Linked DNA regions of Mus musculus: region 2 is linked to region 1. The links are chromatin contacts, called in public promoter capture Hi-C maps. All regions are on one chromosome and are shown on one strand. Each heading gives the region's core, a stretch centred on a gene start, on an enhancer-like site or on the middle of the called end of the contact. The rest is flanking DNA. Distances are from core to core; before and after follow the strand shown.

Region 1 (5,532 bases), core at 1,356-3,855:
TTTAGAAAATATGTCTCTTCAGCTCTTTAAAGCATGTTCATTTAAATGCCTCCAAAAGTTCCTCATTTAAAATAGAATAGTGGGAAGGGGGGAAGCAAGGAACAAAACAAAGCACTTCCAATTTCTTGTCCCTAGTCAATGCTTTTTTTTTTTTTTAACAAATATGCCATAGAGTTTAATGGCATTACAATACCAAATGATTTATGACAGCCAGAAGAAAAGAGATGTCTACAAAAACCAACTTTCAATCTCTGGAGAAAAACAGATAGGTGCGCAATCTGACTTTAAACTCAAGAGATAAAAGGCCTTCATTTGTGGGCAAACATAAGGATGAGAGCCAGATCTGTGGAGCCTGCATTCATTATAAACTCCCAGAAACAAATCTGCACAGTGTGATGAGGCACTCTCGGTACACAGTGATTAAATGATAAATAACATTTTTAAAGAGAAAAAATTCTCACATGTTGAAAATCTATCCATCAGCTGCTAAGACATCACTAGTCTCCAGTTCTAAATACATGTGTTTAATCATGTAACTGGTAAAGTTCAATTAACAAATAACATGCCTCCTCAAGCAAGGCTCTCCGTGAAGCGACAAGCACCGTGTAGAAATCAATACTCCCTCCAACTTGCTGCATATAATGAGTTACATCAAGCATGGTTCCAATACTAACAGCATTGTATGGCAGAGACACTCGGTAACGCGGAAACCAGAAAATTAAATTAAGTCGTCGGAATTCATTGCATAGAGCTGGTGCCTTCTGCACACCACCCCACACACGGTCTTTCCTTTGCCTGCTACCATTTCATAGTCTCTGCCTACGAGGAGGATACACTCAAGCTCCAGACTCCGAGGTCTAACTCCTAAAGGGGAGGGGGAAAGAAAAGCTAAGGGACGATTTGCTCCGGAAAACATCATGGTGAGTGTATTTCCAGGAAATCGAGCAGTCTCAACAATGAAACTATCAAGTACAAAGTAAGTTCTGTCTTCCCATCCTGCTGGTTCAGCCAGGAGCGCGGCTGTCGCGTTTCCCGTCACCCTCTGGCCACTCTGTGTTTCCACAAACACTGGGAACCAAGGCAGCAGCGGATGCGCCCTCCAACCTTGCTGGGCTGGGTGGGTTAACCAGAAAAGTTGTAAAGCCTTGTGGGAGGCAGAGGCTTAAACCTGGGAGCCCGCTCCCCAGCGTCCACCTGGTGAAACTTCAGAGCCGGCAGATACATAGAAGCCAGCGACCTACAGGCAGGATATCAAAACTGGACGGGAACAGAGACCACCAGTCTGAAAGACCCGGAATCCTGGGACTTATCTGAGCGGTTTTACTTAGAACTCAAAGGGATAGCCTGGAATATCGCATCACGTCTCACTCCTGGGTTGTCCAGGAGAACAGCGAACGTTCCCAGCCCAGGTCACCCAGGCGGACTCAGGGTGGTGTGGAGCCAGATTTGAGCTTTGTGGTGGCTTCGCCCCATAAATAGGGTAAGCCTTCCGGGAATGGGAGCCCAGAACTCGCTGCCCAGGACAGCTCTGAATCTACCCTTAGAGCTACATTTACAAACGTCGTACGGACTCTGCCAATGTATACATACAACGTGCTCCACGCTGTGTGCTCTGTAATCTATCCAGGAGCAACTCTGAACCCTCAGCAGAGGAGGAAGGAGCCTCCAGGAGGCACCGGGAAGTAGCTGGACAATAGTCAGAGGCGGTTATACCCGGGACAAAAAGCACCTGGCAGAACACACCGAGATCGGTCCCTATGTGTCTCCACAATTCTCACAAAGACTTCCCGGGGAAATTTTGAACAGTCTGGCGACAGAGAGCCACTAGCCAGCTCAGCGAGCCATAAAATCGTGGTCCCGGGAGCCCTAAGTACTTTTTCTTCCTCACTTCCCTAACTAATGCTGTGGACTGCTCCCGACTCCCAGGCAAAAAGAACACCCAGGAAAAGCAAGGTCGCCACACACTCCATCCAGCACACCCTGGGCTGTCTGCGCGCCGGACTAGCCTCAGAAACAATGGGTCGAGAACGTAAAAGTTACCTGCGCACGGGGGCGCACAGCTCTTGGCCCTGCGTCCCGCCTGACACAAACTCCCAGGACAGACCTAGCTCCAACCTGCACCACCACCACCCCCGCCACCTTAAGCGGACGCCCCCTGGATCCCCGAACCCAGCACCAGCAATCAGTCAGTCCTTCCTGCCTGAGTCCAAGACTGTGGACAGACACAGACCACCCCCAACCTCTCACCTGCTGAGAACTGGCCAAGGGCCGACCCCAGGAGAGGCCACGGGTACAGAAGCCAGAGAGCTACAAAAGCAGGCAACGCAGCGGCCGCCACATCCATGGCGAGTTTGGGAGAAGTTTCAAGCAGCTTTGCAAAGAGCCTCCGGGGGAATCGCGGTGAAATCCGCCAGCCAGCAGCCCGCCCGGCCTCGTCGGGGGGCTCGCGGAGACGCCGCGGCCACCCGCCAGCACTTTCGTCCTTGCGCAACGTCGGCCAACTACCTCGCGGGCGAAAGCGTCTCCAGCGTCGCCCGCCAGCCGCGGCCGCCGCTCTCCATGCTAGGCAGAGGCTGCTCAGGGTAGTCCAGAGTTAGTTTGCTCTGGGAGGGACGGGGGCGGAGCCTGGGGTGACGTCGCCCCGCGGGCTCCGGCAGCTTCGGAGGAATGCGGGCTCCGGTGCGCGCCGCCGCCACTGCCGCCTCCTGCTAGGGAGACGCGCGCCAGCCGGGCCGCGCGCCCCGCGCCCTGCGCCCCGCGCCGCCTTTGTTCGCCACCTGGGCTCGGTGGCCGCGCGGCTCTCTGGCGGCGAGCGGGAAAGGGGGACCTGGCGCAGCTCCCTGCCGGATCCCTGAGATTCAACTCTGAGAGGCAGAACTGTGGGCGGACGACGGAGGAGGCGCCCGAGGAGAGGTGTCCTGGGGTTCTGTCCCCAAGGTGGCGGTCCCACCAGAGCGGCTGGTGGTAGGAAGAAAAGGGAGCGTAGATGTGACCTTTAAAACGCCGACCTGCACTGAAATTTCACTCTTCCTTATTGATAGGATAAGGAATAAGGCTCCCTACCCCATTGAAAACTTACTCTCGTTTGTTCACGAAATAAATAAAACTTGGACCAAAATAAAATGTTGGGTAAGTTTCCAGTGTGAACAGCTGGCGTGCCTCGTTTCTGGTTTATTTGTCATTGGGAAGCTCCCAGCCGCTCAGCCTTCGCATAGCCTGGTGGAGTAGAGCAAGACTTGGTTTTGTTTTGATTTTTACTGTCTTGTAGCTATATAAGAAATAAGTATTTAATAAAAGGAGTTTATCCCAACAATGAGCACAGCATGGTTGCTCCGAAGGAACCCAATGCTGTGTGCTGTGTTACAGGCAGGAAGTCAGTTTTGCTACCTTAGCAGCTTGGTGTGATTTCTCCAAATGCCACCTTCACTTGCTTCTGTAGCAACGCTGTATAGTTGCTTACTTTTACTCATGTCTGCAAATTATGACACATGTAAGTATGACCAAAACTGAATAAGCCTAACTTTTTTTTTGAATTTTGATGCTATATATGCAACTGCTAATAATAGCCTTGATTGGCACCTGTCAGTCACTCAAAATGTCTTTAGCCTTTTAAAATCAAAATGAAGTGAAATTCAATTTAATACAGCATTCTCATCATTAACCGAGCCACATATTTCTGTAATTAATACATGCTGTTATGACTAGGTTTGGAATAGATGCAAGTGACTGTATACTACACACACACACATCTATGCACATATATTATACATATTGATGAAGAAGGGAGAAAATGGGTTTCTTTTTTATTTGCTGAGGATAGAAAGTCCGTTACGCTACAGCCTTGATGACTGCTCATTAGTACCTGTAACAAGCCCAACACTTGTCAATTCAGTTCAGCATAGTTCAGTCATCTCCCTCTGGGTACAATGTCAATGTTCCTTAGCTCATTAACCTATAACTTTAAGCACACTCTACCAAGGGTCCTTATTTCGTACACTAAAGAGCTTTATTAGATCACAGGTAACCAAAAACCTATTATTTTCTTTTCTGAAGACTTAGCAAAACTTTCTAAAATTAGCAGTAATTTGCCAGAGTAAAGGCAAAGGAAACTTGTCTGTCCATATATGAATTTGTCTGTCTATTCTTGCATGAAAAATGTTCATCACTTGGCAATTTGTTTGAGTAAGCATGCAAACGAAGCCCTTCCGAGACCTACAGATAGTGGATAGAACCTCACTTCTTGTCATAGTCATTCCCGGAGTCAAGGGATAAAGAATTTGGTTCATTTTCTCTATGGTAGAGAAATAACAGTACGAAAATGCTGTGAGGGTGCCTAAAGTGTACCAGGCATCTTAAATGGACACTACCACAGTTAGGAATCAAGTTCAGGTAAGAGTCTTGTGGTACACATACAAGGAAACAAGACTAGGGAGAAAGTAATTTACCCAAACAAGGGAGGGGAAAGGAAGACAGAGAAGGAAATCCTTAAAAGGAATTAATAGAGATGCCATCTCAATAAAACCAGAAAAAATGCAGTAACATTTTGGGCAAGCAACTTGGAGCTTTATCCTTAGGGCTCATAACAAACATGGACTAGGGGGCTTAGAATCACTTTAGTAGTAAGTTGGTCTTGAACCTGCCACTCTCCTACCTCAGCATTTTTTTATTTTAAGAAAACAATGAAATGTTCATATTCTTTTATCTAGTTGCTGTCCAAACACTAACACCAAATATATATTTTAAAAAATGTTTTAGGAACTAAGATATTTACAAAAAAAATGTGAAAATAATTAAATGTCTACTTACAAGCCAACTCCATTTATAAAGCGTGTTACTTAGTAGATGTCTTTCATAATATACAAAATGGAATTTTATGGAGAAAGGAAACTGCAGAGGGAAGAGAGTTTATGATCAAACATTGGGGAAGGTTAGCTGAAGACAATATAAACTTTCAGGTTAGAGAGAAAAAGCCTGGGGGTTATAGAGAGGGTTTAATGGTTAAGAGCCCTTTCTGCTCTTCCAGAGTTTGGCTCTTAGGGGCCATGTCAGAGGGCTAGCCACCTCTAACTTCAGTTCCATCATTCCTGACACCCTCATATGGATTCATGGAGCACCTGCATTCACAGTGCCACACCAGGACATACAGACACACAGACACACACTCCACACGTACACGCACAAGCGAACACACATGTATACATTACTAAAAATGAAATCTTTTTTTTAAAAGAAGAAGAAAAAACCTGGAGAGGGAAGGCTGGTGGTGAAGGCTGTAAGGCTGTGTGGATAAATTTAGTATCAACAAATGACACACTCAAAGTGGGTAATATGGTAAAGTCTATGTTCTATGTAATGTATTACAATAAAGCCATGACATGACATAATTCTACAGTCAAGAACAAACAAAGAAACATCTCTCTTCGAGCTGGAGAGATGGCTTAGCAGTTGAGAGCAGAGGCTGCTCCTTCAGAGACTCAAATTCAATTCCTAGCACCTACATGGTAGCTCACAACTATCAGTATTCCAGCTCCA
Region 2 (5,532 bases), core at 1,623-4,122, 2.5 Mb before region 1:
AAACTACTGTGGCTGAATCACTTAAAGGCAGGTTGACAAAGCAACTAATTTACAATACCCTCTTCTCCAATGATTCTAGGCTGTGTTAAAATGACATAAAACTAGACAGCACATATACCGTTCCTTTATATAAATACCAGAAACAGCTGGCCTGCTATGTATGCAAACAAGACCAAGACATTTATTTATTTATTTCAAGACAGAGTCTAACTATGCAGCTCTGGCTGCCCTGGAACTCACTTTGTAGACCAGGCTGGCCTCAAACTCACACAGACCCATCTGTCTCTACCTCCCAAGTGTTGGGAATAAAGGCATGTACCACTAAGCCTGTAGGGTATTTTTAAAATTAGTGATTGATGTGGGAGAGTGCAGCCCACTGCAGGAAGGTGATCTATAAGTTTCTATAAGAAAGCAGGCTGAGCAAGCCATGTGGAGCAAGCCAGTAAGCAGCACTTCTCCATGGCCTCTGCATCAGCTCCTGTCTCCAGGTTCCTGTTGGGTTCTTGTCCTGACTTCCTTAGATAATGAACAGTAATGGTGGAAAAAAAAAACCAATAAACCCTTTCTTCCCAAAGTTACTTTGTTCATGGTGACTCATTGCAGCAGTGGTGAGCATAACTAGGAGTGTATTTATATAAAGGAAACCTTTTTGGTCTAAGACATTAAGCGTTTTAGAACTCTTACAACGATAAACAGCCTATACCCATCAGCTCAGTTGATATAGCATCTCAAAGTAACATGCCCAGAACAGGATGCCTGATCTTCCCTGACCATCCCACATCTGTTAGTCCCACAGTTTTTCACCTTGGTAAATGGCAGCTTCAGCCTTCCAGTTATTAGACCAAAAATTCTTATTGTAGTCCTTGACTACTATAGAGTAGCAGAGTTACTGCTGGTACATATATGAACAGGAACAAAAGATAATTTCTGTAGAGACTGCACTCATTGGAGATGAAGGAGTAAAAATAAATATATACCCTAAGTTAAATGCATAGGGTTAACATATATGTAGCATGCTACTATATAATTTTAAGTATGTGGGAAAGGACTTGCAATAGAAAAAAAATAGAGAAAGCTAAAGAGGAAGGAAGGGGCTAGACCACGGTTGCAAGGTTAGTCAGAGTTGGCCTTACTGAGGAAGAAACATTTTGTCAAGGAAGAGAGAACTGAAAAACTTTTGCCCTATAATAACTGTGTGCAAACATCTATCCCAAGACAACACCCATATGGAAGCATACAGACAGGGCCCTAAATGCTTAATTCACAATATCAGGCTCTGGTGTTTGTTATAGCCATCCCCACCTGCCCCCATACAAGGCTCCTGACCCTTACCACTCATAGCCTTTACTAAAAAAGCACTTCTGTTTGTGACTGTGCAACTCTCATAACTCAAAAGTGTTTTCCCGTGGGATCTGAAAATCATTCTTTTATTCATCAGACTGTTGTGAAATGTCTATGGGAACATTTCCACTATGATAGCACCAAGAATAAAGGATGAAACTCCTGTCCTTACCAAAGCCAAAGTCAACTCAAAAGCTTTCAATATCAAACAAGCAGTTATGAAAGGCATCTACAGATCACCCCCCCCCCCACCATGGCCCAAGAGGCAGCCCAAGTACTCAAGTACCTACATGGATAAAGACATACAGCTACTGTGTGTGTGCATGCATACACACACCATAAAAAAGCAGCGTGATATGAAAGTGTAAGAACAGACATGGAACATGATAATATTTAAATGTGTCAAAGTCAAATTTTCTGCTTCTGAGTCCTGCCTCAAACTTGTGATGATCTGAGAAGCTATTGTCATGATTGCACACCATATGGTTAACTACAAAGGGAATTAAATGCAACGTGAATGTGCATGTACTCTTACTTAACTTACGTTACTGTTTCAGATTACAAGATAATTCACTTAAAATCACTACTGAGTTTAAAGTCACACTAAGTGTTATTATGGGTTCTAGAACTAGACATTTATTTGAATTTTATCATTTGGGTAAGTGGTAAGAAAATAAGTCTGAATCTGTCTCTTTCTGTAGACCTGTAATAAAATAATCAACCTTGGGAGTTTTCACAATTAGAGAAACAGAGTATTTGGTGCTCAGCAAATGCCATGTATTGTAAAAAGGTGAGATCACATCATACTTAAGAACTGATACTTTTCCGCGCATGATTGTTCCCAAAGGGTTTCTCTCCCTCTCTTTCCTAAATAGCCGGGAATACAAGAGAAAATTGTTACAATGAATCAGGTGACCTGGCAGGGAATTTCTCAATTACTACCTTTTCTCTCCATATGACATATGTGTGATAGGAGACCCTTTCGATTTACATTGTACTATAAACAAAAGCAAACATGTAGAGACCAATTTGGCCGGGTTTGTTTGTTTGGTTTGGTTTCAGATCCTAAAATTACTGTGGCTGAACAAGTAAGTACACAGGAAACTCGGAAATTTCACTTTGCCAAACAAGGCTCTCTATACGTTTGACTCATCCTCTCATACCCTTAAAAGAATCGAATTTCTATACTCTTTTTCTTTTGTAACGGGAGTGTAATACACTATAGGGACGTGAAAGCAATATCCTTTACACTTTAGATGAATGTTACCAACCCCTGGATAGGTCTTCCCGTCAGAAAACGCCTTTGAGCAGTGGGCTCCTGCGGCTGCGCTGCTTTCGTCATCACGGAGCGCCGGGCTTGCCCTCTGATCGTCGCCCTTTTAGAGGCCGAGCTATCTGGTGTGTCCCATACCCAGAGTCTGGCCCTGCGCGTGCGCAGACTCCGTGTCACTAGGCGGGCCACCCTAGGGCGGCGATTCCAGGTGCATCCGCCCGAGGCGGGCCTTGCGCACCTCAGCTGATCCTGACGTCGCCTTTCGGCCGCCATGGCTGAGAAGCAAGCGGGCTTGGTCGGAGAGCCGGATCCCGAGGGGTCCTCGCCTGGGACCTCGGAGTCCTGGAACTATGACAGCAACTGCGTGTTCTGCCGCGTGGCGGCGGGTCAGGAACCCAAAACTGAACTCTTTCACTGTGAGGTGGGCGGCGACAGGCCGGGTGGGTGGGGACCAGGCATCCAATCCCTGCTCGCAGGCTTCTGTCTCTGCAGACGAACTAAACAGTGACTGACTTCTGTCAGGGACCCAGAGGTCTCCAGTGTTGCCTTTGCTGTTCAGTAGGGAGAGATAGCAGTGATAGAGCCCAGCATTCTCGCCTCCCTCGCATGCATTTGCAACACAGCAGCATCCTGTGTCTTTACTTTTATTTTAGGGAGTCTTCCTCTTCTCTAGATAGTAATTTTAAAATTATGTATTCTTCCAGTATCGTTAGAGAGCGTACAACTTGCTGAAAACAGGTCTTGGACGTGGTGAAGAAGTGTGAATTTGACTGAAATGGGCTGGAATGGGGTTTCAGGACTGGGTCTGAAGTCGAACTGATACTTACAGTTAATAGCTTGTAAGAATCTTCCTTATCTACCGTGAGAGCCTCATGAACTACTCCCCTTTTCGTTACAAGATCTCGACAGGGTTCAAACCTGTGCAGATCAAGTGTAGTTAATCATACTTGCTGCGAGATCGGGAGAGCAACAGTCATGTCATGCCTGGAAATTCCAGAAAACTCTCCCTTTCCCCTGGGTCTAACATTTTTACATCTCATCATCCTTCATAAAGAGTTAATCTTTTGAGAGAGATTTATCATCTTGCATTTAAAATTCTTATTACACATATATTCATTGTAAACACAGGAAATGATTGCACTTATATAAGTTGTTGATATATAATTATACAAATAAGAGCAGAGGAAATTATTTGTTTTGGTATAATCAGGGTTGCCAGCATCATGAAGAATTTGTTTGAGGAATCTTTCCAACAAAAGTCAGAGATGATTCTTTGCCTCACAGATCTCTGTATGGTTTTCTTACTGTATTTTTAGAATTCATTTAAGCAAAGGGCATATCACATATTCTTAGCAGGGGGCTTACCAGTACCAAGGGCAGTGTCTTACTCTTTGTGTATGAGTCTCATGGCATTGATACGAATTATTTTTAAGGGGCTCTTAGAAATAGCTGAGTGGTAGTGGTACATGCCTTTAATTCCAGCACTCAGAAAGGCAGAGGCAGAAAGATCTCTCTGTTGGAGGCCAACCTGGTCAATGCAGTGAATTCAAGGACAGCTAAGGCTATGCAGAGAAATCCCTTGAAAAACAAAACAAAAACAAACAAACAAACAAACCAAACAAAAACAGAAAGAAAGAAAGAAAGAAAGCTAGCTAGCTCTTAGAATCGAAAAATGAAACAATGTTTGAGAACCCACAGAAGTGTTGCTATGCCTGAATTCATACTTAGCAATATTAGCTGATTTAATTGCTCTTTTGCTAATTAAAATTGTTAACACCTTAGATACCATGGCTTTAAGATGCTCTTTCAAATGGACTTGCTTGTTTTAGATATAAGGGGACAGTTACTGGGAAGAAATTATTGTAGCTATATAAAAATTAACTTTTGAGAATTATTTGTTAGGAAATATTGGAGGAACTGTTGAAGCAGGTCCTAGAATAGTCTATAAAAATTACAACTGGAACAGCATAGTAGAACATTACACAGGGTAGCTTTTTCTGTTTTGTGCTTTAAAAAAAAAGACTAGCCTAGAAATAATTTCATAGCAGTAGTAATTCTTTACATTCCTTTTAATAGGCATTCAGTGCTTTATTTTATAGTTTTACCAACATTGTTTCTGAGTTAGAGACAATTGGCTTCTCTTCAGTATTTTGCTCTGGGAAGTCATACTGTAAAGAAGCCTGGTGGTGGTGACACATACCTTTCATCCCAGCATTTGGGAGACAGGGACAGGAAGATTTCTGAGTTTGAGGCCAACAAGCTCCAGGATAGTCAGAGCTACACAAAGAAACCTTGTTTTGAAAACCCCAAAAGGAAAGAAAAAAGAAAAACTGGCCAGAGGTGTAGCTCAGTGAACTACCAGAACTTGCCAGGCATGTAAGCATGTTAGGCCCTGGGTTTGACCACCAGCACTACCAAAGGGGAAAAAAAAAAAAAAAGAAAAGAAAAAAAAAAGAAACAAACACACACAAAGATTTAAAAAATACATACATGTATATACACACATTATTTTTGGCACTCTATCTTTGGGATTGGATTTTTTTTCTTTTTTTTTTTTTGGGGGGGGGGTTGGTTTTTTGAGACAGGGAAAAACCAGAGAAAGTGTAGCCCTGGCTGTCCTGGAACTCACTTTGTAGACCAGGCTGGCCTCAGAAATCTGCCTGCCTCTGCCTCCCGAGTGCTGGGATTAAAGGCGTGTGCCACCACGCCCGGCGGATTTTTTTCTCTTAATAATGGTTCAGTAGTACAATAGAAGGCAGTAAAATCACAGAACCATTTTCAGTATTTTAACATCTTAGTAAAAATGCAATTAAAAGCTAACTGAAATATCCAGTTTCTTTGCCTTTAAATTTAAAAAGTTTATCTATCATGTTGGTTTATGTGAACATGTGCATATGTAAAGGCCAGAGATGAGTGTT

What was found. Promoter capture Hi-C pulls out the DNA fragments that hold promoters and counts their contacts.
Region 2: a promoter capture Hi-C map of liver shows a contact between it and region 1, with 2.3 times the contacts expected there. The contact joins the promoter of Hint3 here to the promoter of Ptprk in region 1. A contact is called at or near these places in 2 of 39 promoter capture datasets (liver and stem cell-derived epiblast-like cells).

The regions. Positions count from the first base shown.
Region 1 is chr10:28,071,893-28,077,424 of GRCm38.p6, reverse strand. It overlaps Ptprk (protein tyrosine phosphatase, receptor type, K), which reads right to left and starts at 2,605. Exons shown (of 32, transcript NM_008983.2): 1 at 2,248-2,605. The coding sequence starts at 2,344.
Region 2 is chr10:30,615,706-30,621,237 of GRCm38.p6, reverse strand. Hint3 (histidine triad nucleotide binding protein 3) reads left to right here and starts at 2,872. Exons shown (of 5, transcript NM_025798.3): 1 at 2,872-3,035. The coding sequence starts at 2,886.